Regions from separate parts of the Callithrix jacchus genome. Here region 2 is linked to region 1. Evidence: chromatin contacts called from public Hi-C data. All regions are on one chromosome and are shown on one strand. Each heading gives the region's core, a stretch centred on a gene start, on an enhancer-like site or on the middle of the called end of the contact. The rest is flanking DNA. Distances are from core to core; before and after follow the strand shown.

The links. A called contact is a pair of places that touch in the nucleus more often than the background predicts.
Region 2: a contact with region 1 is called in a Hi-C map of skeletal muscle, with 16 times the contacts expected there. The contact joins two enhancer-like sites. A contact is called at or near these places in 2 of 3 Hi-C or Micro-C datasets (induced pluripotent stem cells and skeletal muscle).

The regions. Positions count from the first base shown.
Region 1 is chr5:143,556,485-143,562,761 of calJac240_pri, forward strand. The region is part of intron 2 of SPATA13 (spermatogenesis associated 13); the gene reads right to left. Among named protein-coding and RNA genes, the nearest start is that of C1QTNF9, 100 kb to the left of the region's middle. Within about 2 kb of position 2,932, at least 7 of the 16 cell types and tissues checked have an H3K27ac peak or open chromatin away from gene starts, as enhancers often do.
Region 2 is chr5:143,668,505-143,674,781 of calJac240_pri, forward strand. All of the region lies in intron 2 of SPATA13 (spermatogenesis associated 13), which reads right to left. Among named protein-coding and RNA genes, the nearest start is that of SPATA13, 120 kb to the right of the region's middle. Within about 2 kb of position 3,192, at least 4 of the 16 cell types and tissues checked have an H3K27ac peak or open chromatin away from gene starts, as enhancers often do.

The sequences.
Region 1 (6,277 bases), core at 1,682-4,181:
AGCCTGGCCAACAGAGTGAAACCTCATCTCTATGAAAAATACAAAAATGAGCTGGGCGTGATGGTGTGTGCTTGTAATTCCAGCTACTCGGGAGGCTGAGTCAGAAGAATCACCTGAACCCAGGAGACGGTGGTTGCAGTGAGCCAAGATTGCACCACTGTACTCCAACCTGGACAATAGAGTGAGTGAGACTCCATCTCAAAATAAATAAATAAATAAATAAAAATAATTCAGAGATAAAAATTCAAATAAAACAAATTCAGCACCTTCTTCCTCATCCCATGTGCCCTGACACCCACACATGCCTGTGCCCACATCCACCCCCCCATCATCTGCTTTCACACCCTTTGCCCCATGCCTGTATCTATATCTTTACTCCACACACGTCTTTCTCACACACCTGTGCCCGTGCCCTTCCCGCACACCTGTGTCCAGGCCCTTCTCGCACACCTGTGTCCATGCCCTTCCCTCACACCTGTGTCCATGCCCTTCCCTCACACCTGTGTCTGTGCCCTTCCCTCACACCTGTGTCCACCTTCCCTCACACGTGTCCATGCCCTTCCCTCACACCTGTGTCCGTGCCCTTCCCTCACACCTGTGTCCACCTTCCCTCACACGTGTCCATGCCCTTCCCGCACACCTGTGTCCATGCCCTTCCCTCACACCTGTGTCCATGCCCTTCCCTCACATGTGTCCATGCCCTTCCCGCACACCTGTGTCCACCTTCCCTCACACCTGTGTCCATGCCCTTCCCTCACACCTGTGTCCATGCCCTTCCCTCACACGTGTCCATGCCCTTCCCGCACACCTGTGTCCATGCCCTTCCCTCACACCTGTGTCCATGCCCTTCCCTCACACCTGTGTCCATGCCCTTCCCTCACACGTGTCCATGCCCTTCCAACACACCTGTGTCCACCTTCCCTCACACGTGTCCATGCCCTTCCCGCACACCTGTGTCCATGCCCTTCCCTCACATCTGTGTCCATGCCCTTCCCTCACACGTGTCCATTCCCCTTCCCTCACACCTGTGTCCGTGCCCTTCCCTCACACCTGTGTCCACCTTCCCTCACACGTGTCCATGCCCTTCCCGCACACCTGTGTCCATTCCCCTTCCCTCACACCTGTGTCCATGCCCTTCCCTCACACCTGTGTCCATTCCCTTCCCGCACACCTGTGTCCATTCCCCTTCCCTCACAGCTGTGTCCATTCCCTTCCCACACACCTGTGTCCATTCCCCTTCCCTCACACCTGTGTCCATTCCCTTCCCGCACACCTGTGTCCATTCCCTCCCCACACACCTGTGTCCATTCCCTCCCCACACACCTGTGTCCATTCCCTCCCCACACACCTGTGTCCATTCCCTCCCCACACACCTGTGTCCATGCCCTTCCCACACACCTTTGTTCGTGCCCTTCCCTCACACCTGTGTCCATGCCTTCCCCATCATGCAAACCTGTGTTCATGCCCTTTGCCCCACACTTATGTCCATGGCCTTCCCCTGAAAAATGAAAATGCTGCTCCCCCTTAACCTTTCCCATCAAGCCAAGACCTACTCAGCCTTCAAGTGGTAGCTTACATGTCTCAGCCCCCCTTACTAATCTCAATGAATAGTTATTAGATGAATGAATGATAGATTATGATAACCACAAAAGCTACCAATTTTTAAGTATTTACTACATGTCAGGCCTCCACACTAAGGTCTTGGAAAACATGTCACTGAGTAGCCATAGAAACCTAAGAGGTCACAGGATGATTCTCATTTTGCAGACAACCAGATGGACACTTGGGAAGGTTAGGTAATTTGCCTGGGAGTCCTCCAGCTGTCCCCCAAAAGCCCACACTCTTCTCCACTTCAGTAAACTAATAAACAGAGAGGCATAGTGGGCATCTGCACCCCTCACATCTGACTCCAATTCCAGGGCCTCACGAACCTGACTATAAATAAATCCTAGCAATCTTTAGACATCAGTCAAGGCCATAGAGGCCAAAGGCAAGAGAGGAACAAGAGGAGGACATTGTTTAAAGATCTTGGGATCCGATCCCAATTTAGCTTACTCCCATCAAGTGCAGAATCTGACCCCATGCAAAGAGAAACATCTCTCTTCTGCTCCTATGCCCCACCTTCTTGATGGGTTCGGTTTTTATTTGCCCCTACATCATTTCCAGTGAGAAGGGATTCCCAGACACAGCCACAGTTAAAGGGTCAAAGGGTTGATTCCATCTGGGACAAAAGAGGCTATGACGACCAAGACCATCAGCCGATTCCATTCATCAGAAGACTGATGGGCTACGACATGCCCTCTGCAGTTTAATGCTCTAAAGGAGAAATTAGGGGGCCAGGGGAGATGTCAGTTACATGTGAATGGGCCACATAAACAGGCGTGAATCATCTCTGCCCTGTAACTAGTTGCAAAGTAAGTTCAACATTTGGTATCACCCACCTATCCACCTTCATGTACTCTAGAAGGGATAGGGAAATTTTGTCATTTCAACATCTCAGAGCCATGACATGAACGAAATTGCTTAATCAAAAGGTCGAGTCCAGCTCCTGGGCACCGACATGAGGTAGTAGTAATGGTCTCACTGTGACTCGCATTGAATACAGTTGGGAAGGCATGATTCCTGTTTTAATTCAGGGGCTTAGAGAACTTCCTGATGCCACCAGAGGGCACTATAAGACCTTTTATCACCAAGGAGGAAAGACGGGCCCAAGAGACGAGACTCGGCCTAACCTTGGTGCTGTCATGTGGCTCCTCGGTAAGTCATTTCAGTGATCTGTGCTTCAGTGCTGTCTACAGAATAAGAGGTACCAAGATTTATGCATATATCCATTTCGTGAGCATCTACGGGGTGCAAGCGTCTGTGCAGGCCCCATGAGGAATTCAAGGCAGTGTAAAGTAATCACCCATTCTAGATAAGAAACCGGCAAGAGCAAAGCAACAGTTAGTAACACATGGTGTGACTGGGAGGCAGTAAATTAGGGGGACCAGGTGTCTGACTGACCCAGGAATGAGGGGTATCTCAGGATATGGGACTTGCAGGATTGAAGCCAGCACTAGCAAATGGGGATAACTGATCACTCTACAGTAAGCTGAACAATATCATTAGAAGGATGGCTCAATGTGATAGATTAGTAAAATTAAGGTGGAAGTGGGTTTGAAAAGCTTACATAGCCTCGGTCTAACTCCTCCTCATTTTTTGAAATGAACTGCAGGTGCCTCCTTCCCCGGGAATTCCTTCCTGAGCCCCCTGGAATGAATGAAATCCCTGACTCTGCTTCCACGAGGTTTCAGGCACTCATTGAATGGGTTTTACTAAAACAGATTATAATGATGGCTTTGTAGTTACTTTCAAACAAGACTGTGCACTTGCTGAAGGTAAGAATGGTGTGCTCCGCACACTTAGATGATTTCAGTTAATTCTGATGTGAAATTGTATCAGTTATCCTGCCCTATCTAATCCATACCAAGTTAACAGGTTGTTACAAGCCACTATATTTTTATAGAGTGAAGAAGTTGAAATTTCCTAACACTCAAAACTTAAGTTATAAGATTCAGATTTCATAAAACAAAACACATGCAGAAAATCTGGGTTTCTAATTGGGACAATATGCTTTTTAAAAGACCAGTGACTTACTATTTTGTTCATGAGCTGAACAACGTGATTGTTGTGTGCTGCTAAGAATGAAACTGAAAAGCATGGAAAAAAGCCTTTTCCTGGAATTTCTGAGTAACATACCAAGCTGCATTATTTAGAACTAATACTTTGACCTCTATTAACTAACCAAGGGTTGCACTTCAATTAGTGGTTTTGTAGCAAGTCTTATAAATTGTGGGAACTCTGCCAGAGATATGAACGGAACAGAACTAAGAAGGAATTGCAGATGGGAATATTGTGAAATCCACTGTCTACAAGCTGGATTCTAGGGTGTATGAACTTTAGAATGGAACTTTTTTTTTTCTTTTAGTAATAATGAGAATTTTCTCTCTCTCTCTCTCTCTCTCTCACACACACACATACACACACACACACACACACACATTCTGACCAGTAATTTTTTTAAAAAAACTTAAATTTGAAATTCAGGAATACAGACCAGATTAAACGTACAAACAAGTAAGAAGGTTTTTGTAATATCCTTATCATGTACATCAGGGGTGTCCAATCTTTCACATCGGGGTGTACAATCTGGGGCACACAATGGAAGAACTGTCTTAGGTCACACATAAAATACACTAACAAAACTGCTGATGAGATTAAAAAACAAACAATCTCAATGTTTTAAGAAAGTTTACGAATTTGTGACGGGCAGCATTCAAAGCCTCCCTGGCCCATGGCCCACGTTTAGAGAAGCTTGATTGACATGATAGCAAAGTGACGCTGAAAGAAAACGTACTGAAATCCAGAATGCTAAAGATGAGTGCAGACCTTTGTATCACAGCTGCACACAATGTTGCCCTAGGGAACATCTGACTCCTATTCATGACAGTGAGAACGCTAGGGCCCCGCGAGGCTGAGTGGCTTACTACCATTGCTGTAGTGACAGCACAGTAGGGTGGAAATCCGAGGGTCCTGCCCTGCTACCTCCTGGCCAGAATCCATGAGTCATGCTGGACCCTCTTCCTTCCCTGCAGATTGCACTGGTCACCAGGTCTAGGCGACTCTAGGCCCTTTGTCAGCCTGGTGGCCGGCGCCTCATTCCCAGCCTGTATTACCTTACCTTCCACCTGCATGACCACGGTCCCGCTCACTGCCCACCCACCCTTCACTCTGCTGCCAGAGTCCTTTCCACACTGCAGATGGGCTGTGTCACAGAACCCAGGGTCACTGTGGAATGTCCTCTGCTTAGTATGGGACCCCTTTCCCTCCAGCAGGGCTGAGTTACTGGCCATGATCCTCATAACACCATGCCTTTGCGAGTTTCCTTATCTGCTTTCAGACTCTTTCTCGCCGTTGTTTTCTCTCTGTGTTTTGGGAACCACAATTCCCAGGTTCCTGACAAGTGGCTTCTGGCCAGTTTTGGCCATGGGCAGTGGTAGTGGGAGGCAGGGCCACAGTATTCTGTGGGAGCATGCAGCAGCTGCAGTGTCTGTGACTCCAGCTCTGCTGGGAAGCTCCTCCCTTCCAGGTTCTAGATCCTGCAGGCAGCTCCAGCTCCCAGCTCAGGCAACACACCCTCTCATTTACCCTCCAGCCCAGGGGCTGCCAGCAACTTCTTGCTATTGCTTGTCTCTGAGTTGCTTCACTGTATTCTCTTGTTTCTCTGCTATATAAAAATAACCCCTGTATTAGATTCTTTGTTTGAAATACCTAGAGACACTCCTGTAGCGTTTCCCACATGGCTCTGCCATCTTGCCTTCCTTGTCTGGCTTCTCCACTAACCTCTCTGAAGGAGCATGGAAAGTTCTCTAAAGGCAGAAGCCACATCTTATTTTGCTGTGTCCTTAGCATGTGTCTGTTGAATGACTGGCTGAAGGGGCCACTGGCTTTTTATACCTCAGGTCTGACACCCCAACATTTGGGCCAGATGGGTCTCTGTTGTGGGAGCTGACTTGTGCTTTGTAGGATGTCTAGCAGAACTGTGGCCACTGATGGTATTAGGAAGAAGAACTGTAATAAGAAGAGAGAGTGCTGAAAACCAAGAATGTGCTACCAACTAGTTTCAGAAGAGTTTCTCCGAAACTACTGGAAAAAAGTTTTAAGAGACTCCATCCTGCTATGTTGCCCAGGGTGCCCTCAGATTCTTACTCAAGTTTTCCTCTCGCCTCATCCTCCAAGTAGCTGGGATAACAGATACACACCACAACCAGTTAAAACTACTGAAATGTATCATTTCCTTTTCTTTTCTTTCCTTTTTTGTTTTGTTTTGAGACAGAGTCGGTATCCTCCAACCTCAGCTTCCCGAGTAGCTAAGATGACAGACACGTGCCACCATGCCCCAATGTCTGTATTTTTAGTAGAGATGGGGTTTCACTATGTTGGCCAGGCTGGTCTGGAACTCCTGACCTCAAATGGTCCGCCTGCCTCGGCCTCCCAAAGTGCTGGGATTACGGGCATGAGCCACCATGCCCAGCCACAATTTACAACATTCCTAAAGAGAAAGCATACAAAGTCCTAATTTCAGAGATGAAGTTAGTCCCCAGGCCTAATGCCAGACACTGTCCTTCCCCTTCCCAGCCCCAACATACACAACTTATTAAAGGAAATAAGCCCCCTCACCCATGGATCTCATACCCTCAGGGTCTCTCTGTGCATAGAGTAGGTAAGATGCCTCAAA
Region 2 (6,277 bases), core at 1,942-4,441, 110 kb after region 1:
TTCTGTTGTTTATAAGTTACCTAGTCTGTGGATTTTCTTATGGCAGCAGAAATAGGTAGAGCATCCAGTGAAATATGAATTTCAGATAAATGACAAATACCTCCTTTAGGACAACTTTATTCAAATATTACTGCATGGGCCACACTGATATTAAAAATTACTTGGCTTTTTGGTGATTTGTGGTTATTTCATTAAAAGGTACATTTATATTACACAAATTCTACCACAACACTCAACTGATTGCCCTAACCCAGAGGTGTTTTGTAATAATGCATAATATATAGAAACTCTATCAGATTTAGAACCAAGAGACAAGCTGTCTTTGCATCTGGACTCTGCTTCTTACTGAAAAACAAGAATAGGCAAATCTTGTGCCACCCCTCTGGTTCTTAAGAATCCACAGCAGTGAACATGAAAATATCTTCATCTCTTTTATTTTTATTTTTTGCTACAACTGAGCCCTTGTGAGAATGAGGTCTGAGTGGACGTCCCAGGCAAATATGAGCATGCTACTGCCCCTGTCAAGCGCTATGACCGTACCAGCAGCACACCATAGAGCAGACGCTGGCCAGTGTGGGCGCTCAAAAATCATGTGAGACATGAGGGAAATGTAAGAAACCAAGCTTCAGTGATTTCCTGTGGAACCGTTTTTAGTTAAAAGGTTGTGTCCCCTAATATGCTGGTGGCCTCACCTATATAAAGGCCTAATTGAATTGTCTGGAGACACTTTTCAATGGCACCCACAAACTACATGTCTCATCCGCATCAGTGTCTGTGCAGGTTTCTGTCTGTCACAAACCCAGAGTCGTCCATGACCCGTCCCCATCTTCAGATCATTCCCTTCCGCCTCTTTTGTCTGCTGTGAGGGAACCGGTAGACCCAGGAGCCCTTGCTTGTGCTTCCCTGGAGCCAGCCTCTGGGGCGCTCCTCAGCCAGCACTGATGGAAGCTGGATTCACACATTTCTGGCCTTATGGCCTTAATCATTAAATGATGGCAGATTGGCTCTGAGAACTGGCTCAGTGCCTGGCCCTGGAAACGCAGCTCTTGGTGAGGAGCAGGGCCCGAGTGCCACTGAGTTTCTATTGCACATCTTCTGGAAGCCAGTGATTCTGATTTCATTTTTTTATTCCATTTTGGGAAGGAGTAAATTGAGGTTAAAGAGATGTATTTATTATGTCATTTAAAAAATGAGTGCAGGCTGGGCACGGTGGCTCACGCCTGTAATCCCAGCACTTTGGGAGGCTGAGATGAGTGGATCACCTGAGGTCAGGAGTTGGAGACCAGCCTGGCCAACACGGTGACACCCCATCTCCAAAAAAAAAAATGAGTGCAGTTGCCGCCTGCTGGGACGGTACTGAGAGTCTGCCAGTTTTTGGACTGCAGACTCAATCATCAACACGTGGTGCCCAGTGTTTTCCTAAGAGAGGCACTAAGACGGGCTTGGGTTCAAGTGCGTTTTCATCTCAGGAGGAAGAAAGGAAGCTGCAGCTCCACCCTAGAGCATGGAGTGCAGGGTTCAGAACTTGAAGTCTGCTGGGCTTAGGTTCTAATCCCAGTTCAGACACTTAATAGACATGTGACCACAGGCCAAGTTCTTGTCACTCTGAGCCTTGGTGTGCTCACCTGTAGAATGGAAACAATCCCTACCTCAAATGCTGTGCATCCACTGCCGCCCAGGCAGCACTAACATGTCCGTTCTCTGTCTGCCAGGACAGACCTCAGCCCAAGCTTTCATGTGACAATCACCATCATTTAATGAGTGAGGATCACAAGTCCAGAAATGTGTGATTGCAGGACTTTCATCTCAGCTAGGCATTTGGCTAATTCACAAATTAGAAGGTAAAAAACAGCTGTTGAGACATTATAAAATTGTCACTAAATTCAGCTGGACATAGGTAGCTGGGGGAGACGCTGGAGGAAGGCCCAAAGCTCGAAGAGCTGGCCTGGCTGACCTCATGGGCCACAGCCAGTGAGCAATGGGCAACATCATGAATGGGACCAGCAGTGTGGCCGCCAGCCATCTTGGGTCCTTAGTGGGTGGTTCCACCTAGACTGTGTCCAGCAGCTCTGGGGAAGAGCAGGAGCCCTGTGGCTACCAGTACACCGGGATCCCTGCAGGACTTGCCGAGTTGTAGACTGAACAGCTTCTCAGGGTGCCAGAGGCCTCTCCACAGCTTCTGTGACCTAGAGAAGCATGTGTGTAGGGGAGGGGGGATGAAAGGTACCGTGGCAGGGGGATTTCAGCAATTCTATCTTCACTCCTGTAATGCCTCAGTTTGCCCCTCTGTTAAGTGACTTTAAAATGGAATCATTCATTGATATTCGGCTAGAAATCCAAAGGTTTTCACCTGCACAGGAGCCTGAAACCTTCAGGTTCTATTAAGATTGCAGTAAAATTCAGCTACTTTTAAGTCTCTGGATGCTGTCCATGAATAAGGGTCACAGTCTACTTTTTCCTGGTGTCCTTGACTAAAAGCAAACAGAAGTGCTTAATTTGTCACTGGTGTCCAATCCTGCCCCGGGGGAGGGAGGGCAAGGGACTGATCAACAGTTTGCTGTGACAGAGATACTTTGCAGAGCATGCACGGGGTGGAGAGCAGGCTGTGCTTAGGAACTCAAGCAGGACTGGGGAGGGGGTCCCATGTACCCCTGTCTTCGGGCCTCATCCCTGCCCCTCTCTTCACGCCAAACCCTGGGCTGGCAGGCTCTGGGAACAACTGCATTGCCAGGTTTTCCTGTGATCCTTGGGGATGAGAGTGTGAGGCTGGAGAGAAAGCCTTGCTGGGTGGGAGGGAGCCCATGGCAGCAACTGCCACTTGTTTTTCCACATTTGCGATTATGCTTTATTAAAAACTTCAGGAATGGGGAGAAATGCCAGATATAAGTGAAGGAGGGGAAGGCAGCAAATCACACTGCCATGTGTGTAAATATGCAACAATCTTGCATGTTGTTCACATGTATCCCAAAACCTAAAATGCAATTAAAAAAAAAAAAACTTCAGCAAAATTTAAGTTCCTAATACTTTGGGCCACAGGAAAGCCAGCTTTACTTCTTAGCCCAGATTAGAGACTGGGTCTGTCTGCCAAGCAGCAGCCTTCTACTCGCTCCCTCCTGGGCTGCTCCTCTGACCTTGCTGCTCCACTGTGACCCTGGAGGGAGGCATCTGCTTCACTGCTGGATTCAGCTGCCACCACCCAGGGCCATGTCAACAGCCCCCACCCCTCTCCCTCCTGGAACTCAGCTCTGCCCTCAACTTCTGCTGGCTGGCCCTTCCCACTCGGTGTCCTCTATGAAACGGTCTTGGAGAGAACTCAGGAGTCTGCCTTTGCTCATGCAGCCATTCTTCCTCTGAATGGCGTCTTCCTTGGCGTTCCCAGCCATGGGTCCTGCCCTTGAACTCGTCCTTGCTGCCTCCACCTCTTCCTCTGTTCCACCTTCTCGCCAGTCCCCAAGCCTACTGACCCAGCCATCAAACTTGTCTCTTGAATTCACCCTTTTTATTTTTCTTTGTATTTTTACCGTAATACAGGTCCTTGCGGTCAAGCCAGGATGACTGCTCGTGTTTCCCCATGAGCAGCCCTCCCCCTGGTGTCTTCCTCTTGGACTGCAGCTGTCACACAGGCAGATGGGTCCTTGTAAGAAGACTCTGCGATCACAAAACTTCAGTGACTTCCCCTTGCCTGGGCTGCCAGATAAAACACAGGAGACCCAGTGAAAGCTGAATTTCAGATAAACAGACAATCTTTTTTTAGCAAGACTAGATACCATGCAATATGAATGACATACTTACACTAAAAGATATTTGTTGTTTATCTGAAATTCAAATGTAGCTGGGCCTCCTATATTTTTATTTGCCAAATCTGATGGCACTACTAGGTCTTGCCTTCATAAGCAAAGCCAAACTCACTGGGCGGCATTTATCTGACCGTTTCTGACGGTTATCTGCCATCTGACCGTTTCTATAGACTTCTCCCGCTACTCCCACAGTGAAGCTTCTCTGCTACTCAGGTTGGCAATAAACGTCCTCTAGAGTTTCCTTCATCCTCCCTCCACTTGTTTCAGTCTGATTCTCCATTTAATTCCCTCTCTCCCTGAAATGTTCTCCAGCTTCTCTGCCTTCTAAGGAGCCTGTAATGTTTGTTTACTCTGTAGCTGTGCCTTCATTCATGTGTTTTGCATTATTAACAGCACCTGGGCTAGAGAACACCAAAGAGCCAGGAAATATACTCTGGGTCTCACCTGGTAGGAGCAAGAGGCTGGCTGAGCGGGCCATGCCAGAACACAGCAGGCAGCTCCCTCCTCACTAGCCAGCATGGGAGGAAAACCCTCCCTGGAACGGGAGTTGGGCCACATGATTATGAGTAAAGTCAGGTGAAAGCAAATTCAACTTGCAGGAAGGCATGTGGTAGGAGAAGGAGCACCTTCCTCTGGATCTAGAGTCCCTTGGGTGCCCTCCTTTGTGCTGATTTCTGCACCTCGGTTCCTGCAGTTGTCCCCACAGGGCAGGGCTTCTGGACAGCACTGCCCCTCTGGGCATTTCTAAATTGGTCAATGTTGCTTATTAAAAAGCAGGCATGTCACACCTATAATCTCTGCACTTTGGGAGGCCGAGGCAGGTGGATCACAAGGTCAAGAGACCGAAACTAACCTGGCCAACATGGTGAACCCTGTCTCTACTAAAAATACAAAAACTATCTGGGCATGGTGAAGTGTGCCTATAATCCCAGCTGCTCAGGAGGCTGAGGCAGGAGAATTGCTTGAACCCAGGAGGCGGAGGTTGCAGTGAGCTGAGATCATACCACTGCACTCCAGCCTGGTGACAGAGTGAGACTCTGTCTCTAAATAAATAAATAAATAAATAAATAGCAGGCACAAGCTGGGTGCGGTGCCTCACACCTGTAATCCTAGCACTTTGAAAGGCTGAGGCAGGCAGATTACTTGAAATCAGGAATTTCAGGCTAGCCTGGCCAACATGGCAAAACCTCTTCTCTACTAAAAATACAAAAATTCACTGGGTGTGGCGGTGGGTGTCTGCCTGTAGTACCAGCCACTGGGGAGGCTGAGGCAGGAGAATGGCTTGAACCCAGGAGGCAGAGGTTGCAGTGAGCCAAGACTACACCACTGCACTTGAGCTTGGGTGACAGCACGAGAATCTGTCTAAAAAGAAATGCACAGAGCTGGGCTCTACATGTCACCCTACACATTCCAGAGTGAAGGTACCGCCTCCCCAGACCAGAATCCCAGGCGTCTGCAAACACACAGGAGGCTGAGTTAGGGGTTTATTATCCCTAGCATTTCATGATTAGTTGGTAAGTCAACAACATCAGTCCCCAGATGTGTTTCCCATAAATTGCTGTTGACAGCTTTCCTCTAATCTATACTCAAATTTAAAAAAATATATTTATAAATATATAGACATATATATAACTTTTTTGTTTTGTACAGACTGGGTCTTGCTGTGTTGCCCGGGCCGGTCTCAAACTTCTGGGCTCAAGCAATTCTCCTTTCTCTTGGCCTCCCACATTGTTGGGATTACAGGCATGAGCCACTGCGCTGGGCCACTTCATTGATTTAAAGTCAGCATTCCAAATCCCTTGAAGTCAGCCCTGCTGACTATTCGAATAGCCATGGTGTGCCCCCTGAACCTGGTAAATGAGCCCTGTGGTACTCCACCAGAGACCCTCAGAATGGAAGTGAGCAGTCATCACAAATTCATCTCCAGCTGAAGAACTGTGTAGTTTTCTTTTTTAAAGAAAAGCAAGAAAGCCAGGTTTCCCTGACATTTTGAAAGGAAACCAGGTGGTGCTAAGAGAAAGCACCCTGTGTACCTCGCACATCCAGAGCACACCACCAAGGACCCAGATCCCTTCCCGGGAACCCTGCCCATCTTAAGGGAGCATCGTAAGCAGGGTCTCCATCATGTATGGGCTCACCTCCTCCTTCCTTTCTCAAAAGCAGCAGAACTACCAAGCACAGAGACCCTTTTCCCCACAGCAAGTGCTTTCTTAGACTGCACCTGGGGCCCCTTCCCCTTTTTTCCACCCACATCTCACCAACGCTTTTAAATTGTTCAGCTCCTTTCTTCTCTCGTCCTGCCTGTTGCTAAGATACGAAAGATAATTAGGATCAGGCTTGGGAGCCTATTACAATTCTAGTCACGAGCTCTCTCTTTCCCCCTTTCTCTTTCTGAGGAGCAGAAGGAAAAATGCTTGTTAAACTATAATCCAGAAACCCTTCCACTTTCAGAATAGGTAACAGAAGTGCCAGGCGTGATG